Regions from separate parts of the Macaca mulatta genome. Here region 1 is linked to region 2. Evidence: chromatin contacts called from public Hi-C data. All regions are on one chromosome and are shown on one strand. Each heading gives the region's core, a stretch centred on a gene start, on an enhancer-like site or on the middle of the called end of the contact. The rest is flanking DNA. Distances are from core to core; before and after follow the strand shown. Region 1 holds the start of MDM2 (MDM2 proto-oncogene). Region 2 holds the start of SLC35E3 (solute carrier family 35 member E3).

Region 1 (6,399 bases), core at 224-2,723, 59 kb before region 2:
TTTAAAATTTCTCTAATGACAAAAATCTTTAAAACAAGCATGAATAATTTTTGTGACTTTTAGAAATCATTTTTAAAAATTAAATACTGGGAGGTCAAAAAGGAAAAAAAAAATCAGTCACATAACAAACATAACTTCAACCACGCTTAACAATGTAATGGAACTAATTTTTAAAGCCTATGTGGCAAAGGGCTAAGAAAATACTGACCAGTTCTTAACAGTTTTTAACTCCACGCAGTCATGCCCGAGGTAGCACACTTTAAGTTATGCACATACAATGTCATTTACAGAGCCATGCTATAATTGAGGTATATGAAATTTAGTTTATCACTTCATAAAATAAATTATTAAAAGTTACACGAGACAAAAATACTAACCAGGGTCTCTTGTTCAGAAGCTGGAATCTGTGAGGTGGTTACAGCACCATCAGTAGGTACAGACATGTTGGTATTGCACATTTGCCTACAAGAAGGAAAAAAAAGACGATGAAAACTGGAAATCATGAAACATCTGCGAAAAATTAATCATATATAAAGGACATAAACAACGCCTTTGTTAAAACTAAAGCTACAAGCAAGTCGGTGCTTACCTGGATCAGCAGAGAAAAAGTGGTGTGCGTCTGTGCCCACAGGTCTACCCTCCAATCGCCACTGAACACAGCTGGGAAAATGCATGGTTTAAATAGCCCCAGCTGGAGACAAGTCAGGACTTAACTCCTTTTACCGCAGTTTCGGAACGTGTCTGAACTTGACCAGCTCAAGAGGAAAAGCTGAGTCAACCTGCCCATGGAACTGGCCCAATCCCGCCCAGACTACGCGCAGCATTCACAACACCGACCCGACAGGCCCCTGCGATTACCCGGACCCCGCCACCGAGGCGGCCCCGCAGCCCCCAGCCCACGTGACCTTTACCCTGGACTCCCGCGGAGACCTCCGAACCACTCCCGCCCCCCACCGCCGCGAGAGCCGTCCGAAACCCCGCCCTCCTCCCTGGCGGCGACTGCCTAGCCCCAGTCCAACAAAACCTCCGCAAAGCCACGTGCCCCGCGCCCCGAGCCCCCAGCCACAAACCGCACAAAGGCTGCGAGCGGGCAGAGGCTGGGAACCAGCGATGCAGGGGACACCGTCACAGCCCAGAACCAGAAGTGACCGGTCGCTGCCGGGCCGGTACCTGCTCCTCACCATCCGGGGTTTTCGCGCTTGGAGTCGGGGGTCCCTCGAGACTCCCCAGTTTCCTTCACGGGGCCCGCGGAAGCACGACGTCCTGGGCCTTGGGGACCATTCCACTCTCGGGGCCAGGGCACTGGGCGCTCGAATGCACTAATCCGGGGAGGGACGGGGCTCCTGGCTGCGAAAGCAGCAGGATCTCGGTCAGAGGGGTCGGGGCCGCCCCTCGGGCTCGGCTTCTTGCTCCATCTTCCCGATACACAAGGCCGGAGAGGCCCCACGAGCAGCCAAGCTAGCCGCGGTGCCGCGGTGCGCGCCCCCTACCGCCGGAGGGGAGCGCGCGGGGCGTCGCGGCGCATCCGGGCATTTGTGCGCGCTTACACACCCGGCCCCGCTTCCGCCAATTGGGTCAGGGGCTGGGCCGCACCGCCTCCGGGAAGATGGAGTTGGGAGTGTCGCCCCGCGGGCGCGGCGTACTCTGAGGCGGGGTGGGGGTCTTGGCAGCGAACTGGGCGTGTGGGGCTCGGCCCGGGCGCGGCGCCTGCCTGGCTTGGCACTGGGAACACTCCTTTAGCCGTTGCGCTATTTTTGTATTTCTTGTATTTACGCTTCCCGCCCGTGGTGGAAACTGCGACAAATGCGGATCTCCGTGTCGCTGTTACCAAAAAGAAACCAAAATTAACAGCTGTTTAATACGTTAAGCCCACTGCACTAGCCGCTGGAGTTGTACACAAATGAGTCAAGGCCTGTTTTTAATAAAGATTAAAAATAGCACTTAAGGCAGGCTTATACACCGGTGCATACAGCTGCTATGGTTGGAGAACAAAGACGCTGGTTACCGTTGGTGCGGAGGGGAGCGGTTACTTTTAGAATGTTTGGGTATGGCCAGGCGCGGTGGCTCACGCTTGTAATCCCATCACTTTAGGTAGGCCGAGGCCGGTGGATCACTTGAGGTCAGGAGTTCAAGACCAGCCATGGCCAACATGGGAAACGCTGTCTCTACTAAAAACTACAAAAATTAGCCGGGCATGGTGGCGGGCACCTATAATCCCAGCTACTCGGGAGGCTGAGGCAGGAGAATCCCGTGAACCCAGGAGGCGGAGGCTGCAGCGAGCCAAGATCATGCCACTGCACTCCAGCCTGGGCGACAGGGCAAGACTGTTTCTCAAAAAAAAAAAAAAAGTTTGGGTTTGTTAATCTACACATTCATTATCATTAAAATATATATTTATATGTTATGCACTCATTCTGACTCACCTACTTGCCCACAGAGGTGTGGCAAAAACGTTTTTGATACGGCCTCATAAGTTGAGGACATAAAGAATTGAGTTAGCTAAACCCAAAAACACAGCCGTTGCAAAGAAGGAACACCTTTCTTTGGCCAGTAGGTGATTAGCTCTTTGTAAACAAGGGCCTTTTTTTAATAAAGTTATATCCTTCCCTTCTGCAGCTTTTTTTATAAAGTTATATCCTTCCCTTCTCCTGCTTCCCAGCCTACCAGAAAGTAACCTTCCTTAAACATAGTGGTCACTCAGTTGATTGAAGTTGATTGTCAATATTATTAACTTAAGAGATTTAATATGTGGCTTTTAAAAAGGTAATCTCCATCAGATCAAATACAGTGGGGTTTCTAATTGTTAGACTCAGTGCTTGAAATTGGATGAAAGAAAATCTCAAGCAGTGAGAAAATGTTAGCATGAAAAGAAAGATAAGTGATAACGCTGGGCACGGTGGCTCTCGCCTGTAATCCCAGTACTTTGGGAGGCTGAGGTGAGCAGATCACGAGGTTAGTAGTTCAAGACCAGCCTGGCCAACATGGTGAAACCCTGTCTCTACTAAAAACGCAAAAATTAGCCGGGCCCAGTGGTGGGCACCTGTAATCCTAGCTACTCGGGAGGCTGAGGCAGAAGAATCGCTTGATCCTGGGAGGCGGAGGTTGCAGTGAGCGGAGATCGTGCCACTGCAGTCCAGCCTGGGTGGAGAGCAAGACTCCATCTCGGAAGAAAAAAAAAAAGATAAGTGATAGAGGTTGATATTTGTTAAATATCAAGTGAGCGAATAGGTTTGTGCTATAAAAGTTAAGAGACATAATTAATTGCTTAGTGAACGCTGGAGGCAGTTCACAAAGGCCTCAGAGAAGATCACACATATTTTGTGTCTTGAAAGATGGTGAGACTTAAATAAACGCAGAAAATATTCCAGGCACAAGAAAACTATCAAAAAATACAGAAAGGAAAATATAAAGAGGGCTGTTTGAGTTACAATAAATCAGTTTGACTTGCATGAAAGTCAAGAAGAAGTTTTAAGAACTTGGAGTCTTCTTAAATGCCAAGCAAGGAAATTTGGGCTTTAGACAGAGTAGATATTAGGAGCATAAAAACAGGTGATTTGCTTCAAACTGTATTTTAACAGGACCACCAGGAGTTGATTCAAACTCAGAATAGTCGGGCCAGCTGCCTTCTGGACCGACTTTCCCCCTTCTCATTGGCCTTGTGCTTTGAAAAAATTCTCTTGACAAAGTTATTAGAGTAGAAACAAAAGGCAGAACTGATAAGATTAGTCCTTTTCTAATGGAACCAGAAAAGAAGGGGCAGAAATGAAGGCAGAAGGGAGAAGCGGGGGTGGGGGAGAGAGAAGCAAAAAGGATTCACTCAAGAACCTGGTATTCAAAACTATGTGTACCAGCACTACCACAGCGGTATGACTCAGTGTCCACCTAAAGCATGATAATACTGCTTACCAAAAAAAGTATGGAGGGAATGAAAAGTTGGGTTAGTTTTAAGTGATGCGTCACAGAACAGAATTCAGTGGTAAAAAGCTTAGGCTGGGAACAGAGCTTGAAACAGCAAAGAAATGAGAGGAACGACCAAAAAGCCAAGGGCCATATAGTGATGTCTGAAAAATCAGAATCAAGTAATAATATTCAATACTGCAAAAGTCAGAGAAAATGCGGAATAAGAAAGCAAGCGATCTGGAAAGTGGCGAGTAAGATGGAATATGAGGAGGTCGCTGAGAGCTGGGAGGAGGCGGTAGACAGCTGGGAAATAGACGTCTGGAAAAAAAAAAAAACTGAAGATCACACAAAAACAGCAGGAAATCCAAATCTCCCAAAGTGCCCATGGTGATTCAGGACGATAGTTTTCCCCAGGTACCCCCTCCACCGCATCCTCAAGAGGCCCACCAGCAACGGTGTGGTTAACAGCCCCAGGTCCGCTAGCAGACCCGCCCTTCCAGTCAAGTCCCTGGCACAGCGGGAGGCCGAGTACGCCGAGACTCGGAAGCGGATCCTGGGCAGCGCCGGCCCGGAGGAGAAGCAGGAGAAACCCATCCTCGATAGGCCTTTCTCTGATCTTTTTCCCTTCAGGCTAACCAGGATCTCCCAACCCGAAGACAGCAGGCAGCCCAATAATGTGATCAGACAGCCTCTGGGTCCTGATGGGTCACAAGACTTCAAACAGCGCAGATAAATGCAGGCAAAAAGATATGGCGCGACTGCCGCGTCAACGCTTCCTGCGTCGTCCGCCAAGGGTTGCACTTTCGTGGCGGACAGCTGGACTTGAGCAGCGGGAACCTGACTTACTTGCCCAGTGATCCCCGTTGCTCCGCCACTGTGACCTTGAACCCCATGCACTGTGACCTCCCCCCTTCTCCCCTTCCCACTGTGATTGGCACTTCGACAAGGACTGTCCCAAGTCAATGGAAAGGGAAAGGGTGGGGGTTAGGAGAAGGTTAGGGGGAACCCACCAAGTACTCAGAGAGTCAGACAGGGCCAGAAATAACGGTTTATCATGCTCATTAATTTGGGATTTCAAAACACAAATGAACTCACACCTATCCACCCCAAGTGCATGTCTTCATCACTTAAAAAGTGAGTTCCCTTTGGAAAAAAAAAAAGAAAGCAAACCATCTGCTCACTCTAAAAGCAGTTGCTATTGTTTATGACTTTACCATTTAAAAAAATACAGACCAGCTGCTGCTGTTTGCTTGCATTCCACAGTTATCCTGTGTCACTTTGCCCTTTGTTGTGCTTACTTGAAGTTTCTCTAGAGGCAAACTGCTTATTTTTAGTAGCATCGTTCTTGATGCCCAAGAGGTGTTTCAAGAGGTTGAGATACTTCGAGTGTCTTTATATTCTTTGGGACATAAACTCTGCAAAACAAGGCTCACACCTGTAATCCCAGCATTTTGGGAGGCCAAGGTGGGAGGATCTGTTAAGGCCAAGAGTTTGAGACCAGCCTGAGCAACATGGCAAAACCCTGTCTCTACAAAATGCAAAAAAATTAGCCAGGCATGGTGGCACTCACCTGTAGTCCTAGCTACTTGGAAGCCAGAGATGGAAGGATGGCTTGAGCCTGGATAGGTTGTGTGTGATCCTGCCACTGTACTCCAGCCTGTGTGACAGAGTGAGACCATGTCTCAAAGGAAAAAAAAAAAGTCTACAATAGACTTATCTTGACCCAAGGGCCATTTCATACTTTATTAGTCACAACTAATCTTTTTTCTTTCTTGTTTTTTTTGAGATGGAGTCTCACTCTGTCACCCAGGTTGGAGTGGTAGCACGATCTCAGCTCATTGCAGCCTCCACCTCCTGGGTTCAAGTGATTCTCCTGCCTCAGCCTCCTGAGTAGCTGGGATTACAAGCTTGCACCACCATACCCAGCTACTTTTTGTATTTTTAGTAGAGGCAGGGTTTCAGCATGTTGGCCAGGCTGGTCTCGAACTCCTAGCCTCAGGTGATTCACCCACCTCGCCCTCCCAAAGTGCTGGGATTACAGGCGTGACCCACTGTGCCTGGCCACTACTAATCTTTAAAGCATGGTGAAAACGAAACAAGATTTAGCTCAGAAACCATGTTTAGAATGCTGAGTTTCACAATATTTATGAGACTATCTAAAATTACAGAAGTAGTTCAAATTCCATATGTCTTTCCAAACATCTGGAACTGAATAGTGTTATTTAAAAGGCAAAATCTGGGCTGGGCACAGTGGCTCATGCCTGTAATCCCAGTACTTTGGGAGGCCAAGACAGGCAGATCACTGAAGGTCAGGAGTTTGAGACCAGCATGTGAAACCCCGTCCATGCTAAAAATACAAAAATTAGCCAGGCGTGGTGGTACAAGCCTGTAATCCCAGCTACTTGGGAGGCTGCGGCAGCAGAATCGCTTGAACCTGGGAGGCAGATGTTGCAGTGAGCCGAGATTGTGCCACTGCACTCGAGCCTGGGCAACAGAGCA
Region 2 (6,587 bases), core at 1,452-3,951:
CTCCTAACATTTCTAACAGGAATGCCTTAGTTTAATAACCAGTGGATGTTTGTGAAAAAAGTAAAATTGGTTACACATTTTGGCTTTGATTTCCCATACAGGCACACACAGAATTTCCAGACCAAGGTTTTCAGTATAGAGAGAATATCGTTTCACTGTCCCCTACAGCAAGTTATTTTTTCTCCACTACATAAGAAACAAAAACCATACTTGTTAGGTTTTATGGTAATGAAGTAACTGAATCCATGAACACATTTTTAATGAATATCTGCTATAGGCAAGGCACTGTGCTTGCACAAGTGGTAAAATATTCATTGATATAAATTACTCTATTATATTAATATAATAATAATCTATATTAGACAAATTATTAAAAGCCAATAAACAAGTACAACAGCAGTATAATTTTTGAGGCAAAAAAATCTAAAAATCTGAAATTTTTCTTTACTGTTCAGATTTCTGGAAGTATACTCACTCCTTCACAACAATGTTAAAAGTAAAGAGTACACAAAAAACATAAACAAACTTAGGAAGTATAAAGTCTTACTACATATTTTGTAAAGATTTCCCAGAAAATAACTTCACCCCAAGCTGAGACTGTTAAGCATGGATATTATACACTTACAAACAGGTAGGTATTTGGTCAGCATCACACACCCAAGTTTCTCTGTCTCCTTTCTTCTCTTCACCTTGAGTCAACTTAAGCAATTACGCTTTCTTCCCAACAGTCTATTGTCTCTATACTGTATTTTCTAAACCTTGGAATACAGCTTCAAAATTTATGAAATCTGCTAAAAAGGCACATAAAGAAAAAAAAAATTACCAACCACTTGATAAAGGGATGTAACTAAAACACCAAGAGCAGCAAACACCATTCCAAGGAAATTAAACTTCACATCGTAATAAGAATTTAGGATTACACCTAAAGTTATAGGAATCTGTAACGAAAAAGAGGTAAATGTTGTTCAGATTAAATTCAAGAGACAAAAATTTAGTATTCCTTTCACAATGTCTTACAAGGCTAATGATAAACACATAACTGGGAAACAATGAACCTGTATAAATGTTTTCTTTTTTCACTTGGGAAAACTGGTTGTTAATCCTATTTCCTAAACGTGAAATATGATAAATCTATATTGATATTCACATTTAATTCTATTTTAAATTTGTGGTAAATATATTGCACTTTGCAAGAAAATACCACATGAATACAAAGGTGAGTAAATGGATCCCCGAAATAGTGTCTAAACAGCATTAAGCATAAATATAAAACAATAAAAGCATAAAGACTTTAAATATAAGGCCAGGCACGGTGGCTCACACCTGTAACCCCAGAGCTTTCGGAGGCCAAGGCGTGCAGATCACCTGAGGTCGGAGTTTGAGACTAGCCTGACTAACATGGAGAAAACCCGTCTCTACTATAAAGTTAGCCGGGCGTGGTGGCGCATGCCTGTAATCCCAGCTACTTGGGAGGCAAAGGCAGGAGAATCGCTTGAACGCGGGAGGCGGGGGTTGCGGTGAGCGGAGATCGCGCCATTGCACTCCAGCCCGGGCCACAAGAGTGAAACTCCGTCTCAAAAACAAACAAACAAACAAACAAAAAAAATAAATAAAAAAGAAAGAAAAAGTAAGAAGACCTTAAATATACTAAGTTACTAAGTGCTAAAATTGAGTCCACCTCCTTTTATTTAAAGTTGCAGACAGCTCGGCAGTATGGTGCTGCAGACATTTTGAGACCTACTTTATGCTAAATCTCTTCACATTTTATCATACACGATTTGATTCCCCTAGGGGAGAAAGGCTGTTTTTCAGTTTGAGCTTTTGCAGATACTCTGATAACACTGGACTGTACCACACAATAGTTTTTCTTATCGATCACAGCATTTAACGATTTCCATCAAATGGCAGCTACTAAAACTCACACAAGCCCACTCTTCTGGGTTGACAAGATGGCCTTTTCCCCCTCCCCAAAATAAGCCTGAAACTTCACTGGCTCACAGATGACTCATTTGTGGATTTCAAGATGAAGGGAAAGACCAGTGTGCGTTCGAATTTCCCGGGGCCAGTGCAGGAGGTGGGTCGGGAGAGCCGCGCCTTGGCAAGCTGAAGCTACTCACCAACGTGAGCTGGATTCTGGTGGAGAAGGTTTTCTGGTAGCAGAAGGTCTGGATGGCTATGATCACCGGCGTGGTCATGGCCTTGGCCAGCTGATAGGTGCCTATAGTGTTGTTCTGCAAGGAAAGGTTAGTGAAGACCACAAAGCCACAGAAGCTGAGGGCCAGGAGGAGGAGCTTGGAGGGCTGCAGACTTTTGGGGGCAAAGATGTCCAGCTTCTGGCAGATATACAAGCCCAGCCAGGTGACTACGAAGTGCACCAGGGTCAGGCTCATGTTGGGGAAGCCGTGGTGCACATAAATCCATTTGTTGAGGAACACAATGCAGATGGACACCAGCAGGTTGAACAGGAGCCCGGCGGCGATTCGCCCGTGGCCCCGCATTCGGTCCACCAGCGATGCCATGATCCCCGCGAAGCCGGGGCCGTTTAGCCTCAGAAGGGGCGCCTGGCCTGTCTCCAGTTGCCCTTCTCCTCCACCGCCGCGTCCTCGCAGACGCCAACCTCACCGTCTGACCCAGGAGTGGCATGCACAGATCAACCTGGGCGAGCAGCACTCTTAACAGACGACACACGCCCCGCCGCCGCCCTGTAAGCCAGCGAGGACGCGGCAGCACGTCCCACGCCCCGCCCATCTCCGCCTGCGGCCACGTGACCCGGGGCTCCGGTGCCTCCGCCCCGGAGCCGCGGGCTGAACGGCCGCTACCCTGCGCAGGCGCGCTGAGCCCTGGGCGCGCGACGCTCGCGTCTTTGTCCTGTCCTCTGGGTCCCCAGCTCCCTTGGTCACCTAACGCCTACCTGACTAGACCAATCTAGGACCCCTTTTTTGATGTTTGTTTCCCGTGTGTCACTGACCCGATTTGCTAGACAACTTCTCTCTGGCTGTGCAGACACTGTTAGCCAATTTTACCTATTAAATGCTGAGCAAATTTAGCCCTCGCCAGAGGGGGAAAGAACTTATCGAAAGCATATTTTTATTTTTTGTTTTTCGAGAAAGACATTCCAAATCTACTTTCCAACAGACAGCATCATCGGGTATAACTACAAGGGTTTCTCCTTAGATCATACATTCACAAAGCATTATTAGCTCAACAGTGAGAAAATGTGTTCTCTAAAGATGTCCCCTTGACAATGTAAACAAGTGCTATTGTGTTCAATTACAACTCGAGAAAAAACGCACAACTTGCCAAAACTGTATACAGCTGTCTCTAGGGGTGTGTGTGTGTGTGTGTATATATATATGTATGTATGTTTTGGATCCTAAAGTCAGGTGCAGTGACTAAGAGTTACAACTTTGAGTAACAGTCTTGATCGACATTGCAGTAAGGTCCTTCACACAGAAGTCAGGTTCTTCCTTTCTCCTTCTTCCTCAAGTCGACAGAGCAAGATTATATATTGTAGATATTACAGGTACAAAAGGGGATTTTTATTTTTTTTTTTTGAGACGGAGTCTCGCTCTGTCGCCCAGGCTGGAGTGCAGTGGCCGGATCTCAGCTCACTGCAAGCTCCGCCTCCCGGGTTTATGCCATTCTCCTGCCTCAGCCTCCCGAGTAGCTGGGACTACAGGCGCCCGCCACCGCGCCCGGCTAGTTTTTTGTATTTTTTAGTAGAGACGGGGTTTCACTGTGTTAGCCAGGATGGTCTCGATCTCCTGACCTCATGATCCGCCCGTCTCGGCCTCCCAAAGTGCTGGGATTACAGGCTTGAGCCACCGCGCCCGGCCTCAAAAGGGGATTTTTAAAAAAGGAATCACAAAAATATCTTGAATGTCCAGCTGTTCCTACCAATACATCAATTCTTAGTTTTAAGATAGAGTCTAGGATTAATTCAGCAGTCACAAAATTAAAAAGAGAAAGAATATGGTAAAATAAAATAAAATAAAATAAATGAGCAAGTGGGGCATGGTGGCATGGGCCTGTAGTCCCAGCTATTTGAGAGACTGAGTGGGGATTGCTTGAGTCCAGGACTTTGAAGCTGAGCAACACAGTGAGACCCCCATCTCTAAATTAAATGAATGAGGTAGGGAAATTAAAACTTTCACACCCAGGACATGCCTGTTGCAACTTTGTAGCCTTCATGCAATACTCAGGGAAAAAGTCTTCATAATTCCTTGGCATAAGTCACACCAAGAAAAGTTTTTAAAAATTAGTATGTGAACCTGCGATAGGAAACATGCCCTTGTTAAGAGTTTCTTCTCTAGAATGAAAACCCAGTTCTTTAAGAGTAGGCACTGAGGAACTAAATTAAGTTGCCTGAAATTTCCCACTCAGGTGCCCACCACTTCTGGTGTTCAGGAAGACAGAGGCATCTGGGAATTGTGAGGAGCACATTGGCACTCTTGGGGCTCCAACTTGAACTGTATTTAAATAAGCAGCAACACACATATTGACTACCTAAGGACTCAAATGAGTCCAATTGGCCAGGTACTGTGGCTCATACCTGTAATCCCAGCACTTTGAGAGATCGAGGTGAGTGGATCACTTGAGGTCAAGAGTTTGAGACCAGCCTGGCCAACATGGCGAAACCCTGTCTCTACTAAAATACAAAAATTAGCCAGGCGTGGTGGCAGGCGCCTGTAATCCCAGCTACTAGGGAGGCTGAGGCAGAGAATCACTTGAACCTGGGAGACGGAGGTTTGCAGTGAGATATCATGCCACTGCACTCTGGCCTGGGAGACACAGCAAGACCCTATCTCAAAAATAAATAAATAAAAATGAAAAACAAGTCCATTTGAGGGCATCCTAATTAAGAGTCTAAGGTTGAAAGAATTTTGTAATTCTACAACCTTAGTGGGTTTCTGTTGTTGTTTTTAAAAGTACATTCAAAAAACAAGGCAAAACAAAAGATGAATACAGAGGCGAGGGGGTATGCAAAACAAGTTCCTAAATAGATGACAGACCTTGTCCATTTACCCACATACAGTTAGGATGGAAGCATATAATATTCCTCCTCCTCATTTAGGCTAAGTAGTTTTCCACTGTTGTTCAACAAATAGGTAATAGTCTTTGGAAATAGTCACCCTAGGTTGTACAAAGTTTCTATATATATAGTTTGTTGCAAGTAACAAAACTACTTTTAAGACTCACTTCTTTCCCCTTCCCCCCCAGTCTAGTCTGTATTTGTTTTGGTATGAATTTTTTGTTTTTATTTTTTGCAAAGCAGCATAGCAATAATCATGATTACAGGACTGCATGAGCTGTAAAAATCATTTGCATATTAGTAAGAATAAAGAAAACAGGATGACAAGATTAATTCTTTGAGAAACAACAACAAAAAAAAGCACATAATATAGAGCTGATCAAATTCTATGATCCCATCTCAGGCTTCCTGAGCCAGCTCTCTTTAGGGGTGGCATCTATAAATACATATTCAAGAAATTCCTTAGATGATTAGCAAGTTTGGGGAATTACTGTTTTCTATTAGATTCACATTCTTTTAGTTGTCTCCTGTTTATAAGCCCTACACTCTAGCCTATTTGGTATATTTGTTGGTTCATAAAAATGCCCAGCATTTATCATTTCTTGCTCATACTGATTTCTTAATCTGTAGAGAGCCTCATCCTTCTTGTGTCTCTCTTTGCCTTTGCAAATTCAGTGCATTACTCAAATCCCAACCCAATATTACTTCCTGAGAGTCTTTTCAGCTGGAGAGAGCTTCTTCCTGCTCAGACTACTTGTAATTCTTTTTTTTTTTGGAGACAGTGTCTCGTTCTGTCCCTAAGGCTGGAGTACAGTGGCGCGATCTCGGCTCACTGCAACCTCTGTCTCCAGGTTCAAGAGATTCTCATGCCTCAGCCTCCCCTGAATAGCTGGGTTTACAGGTGCCTGCCACCATGCCTGGCTAATTTCTGTAATTTTTAGTAGAGACAGGGTTTCACCATGTTGGCCAGGCTGGTCTCAAACTCCTGACAACAGATGATCCGCCTGCCTTGGCCTCCCGAAGTGCTGGGGTTACAGACGTGAGCCACTGCACCCAGCCACTACTTGTATTTTTTAATGACACCTTTTAAATGTACTTATGGTATTTCCCCTATTAGAAGAGCTGGATTTGTAATCTCCAATGTATTCAGTGCTTACTATGTGCCAGGTACTATGCTAAGTCTTTATATGCTCTTGTTTTGATAGGAAGTTTGCTAAATGAAAGCTAAACTAGAAATGTCTTCAAAATAACTAAAATAATAATAGCATGTTATGTTAGAAAACATTCTTGTTATAGTCTTACTTTTAATATTCAAAAAATACTACATTTTATAAAAAATTACTTACCTGGCTTAAAAATAAATCTACTTTCCATCATCTTTATGATTTTATTTTATTTTTTATTTTTTTGAGACGGAGTCTGGCTCTGTCGCCCAGGCTGGAGTGCAGTGGCCAGATCTCAGCTCACTGTAAGCTCCGCCTCCTGGGTTTACCCCATTCTCCTTCCTCAGCCTCCCGAGTAGCTGGGACTACAGGCGCCCACCACCTCGCCTGGC

What was found. Hi-C and Micro-C count contacts between places; a contact is called where the count stands out from the background.
Region 1: a Hi-C map of liver shows a contact between it and region 2, with 2.6 times the contacts expected there. The contact joins the promoter of MDM2 here to the promoter of SLC35E3 in region 2. A contact is called at or near these places in 4 of 14 Hi-C or Micro-C datasets (cortical neurons, fetal cortex germinal zone, fibroblasts and 1 more).

The regions. Positions count from the first base shown.
Region 1 is chr11:75,925,427-75,931,825 of T2T-MMU8v2.0, reverse strand. MDM2 (MDM2 proto-oncogene) reads right to left here and starts at 1,473. Exons shown (of 11, transcript NM_001266402.1): 1 at 1,171-1,473; 2 at 378-462. The coding sequence starts at 1,184. It also overlaps the pseudogene LOC144332953.
Region 2 is chr11:75,867,030-75,873,616 of T2T-MMU8v2.0, reverse strand. It overlaps SLC35E3 (solute carrier family 35 member E3), which reads right to left and starts at 2,701. Exons shown (of 5, transcript NM_001194726.3): 1 at 2,118-2,701; 2 at 828-938. The coding sequence starts at 2,519.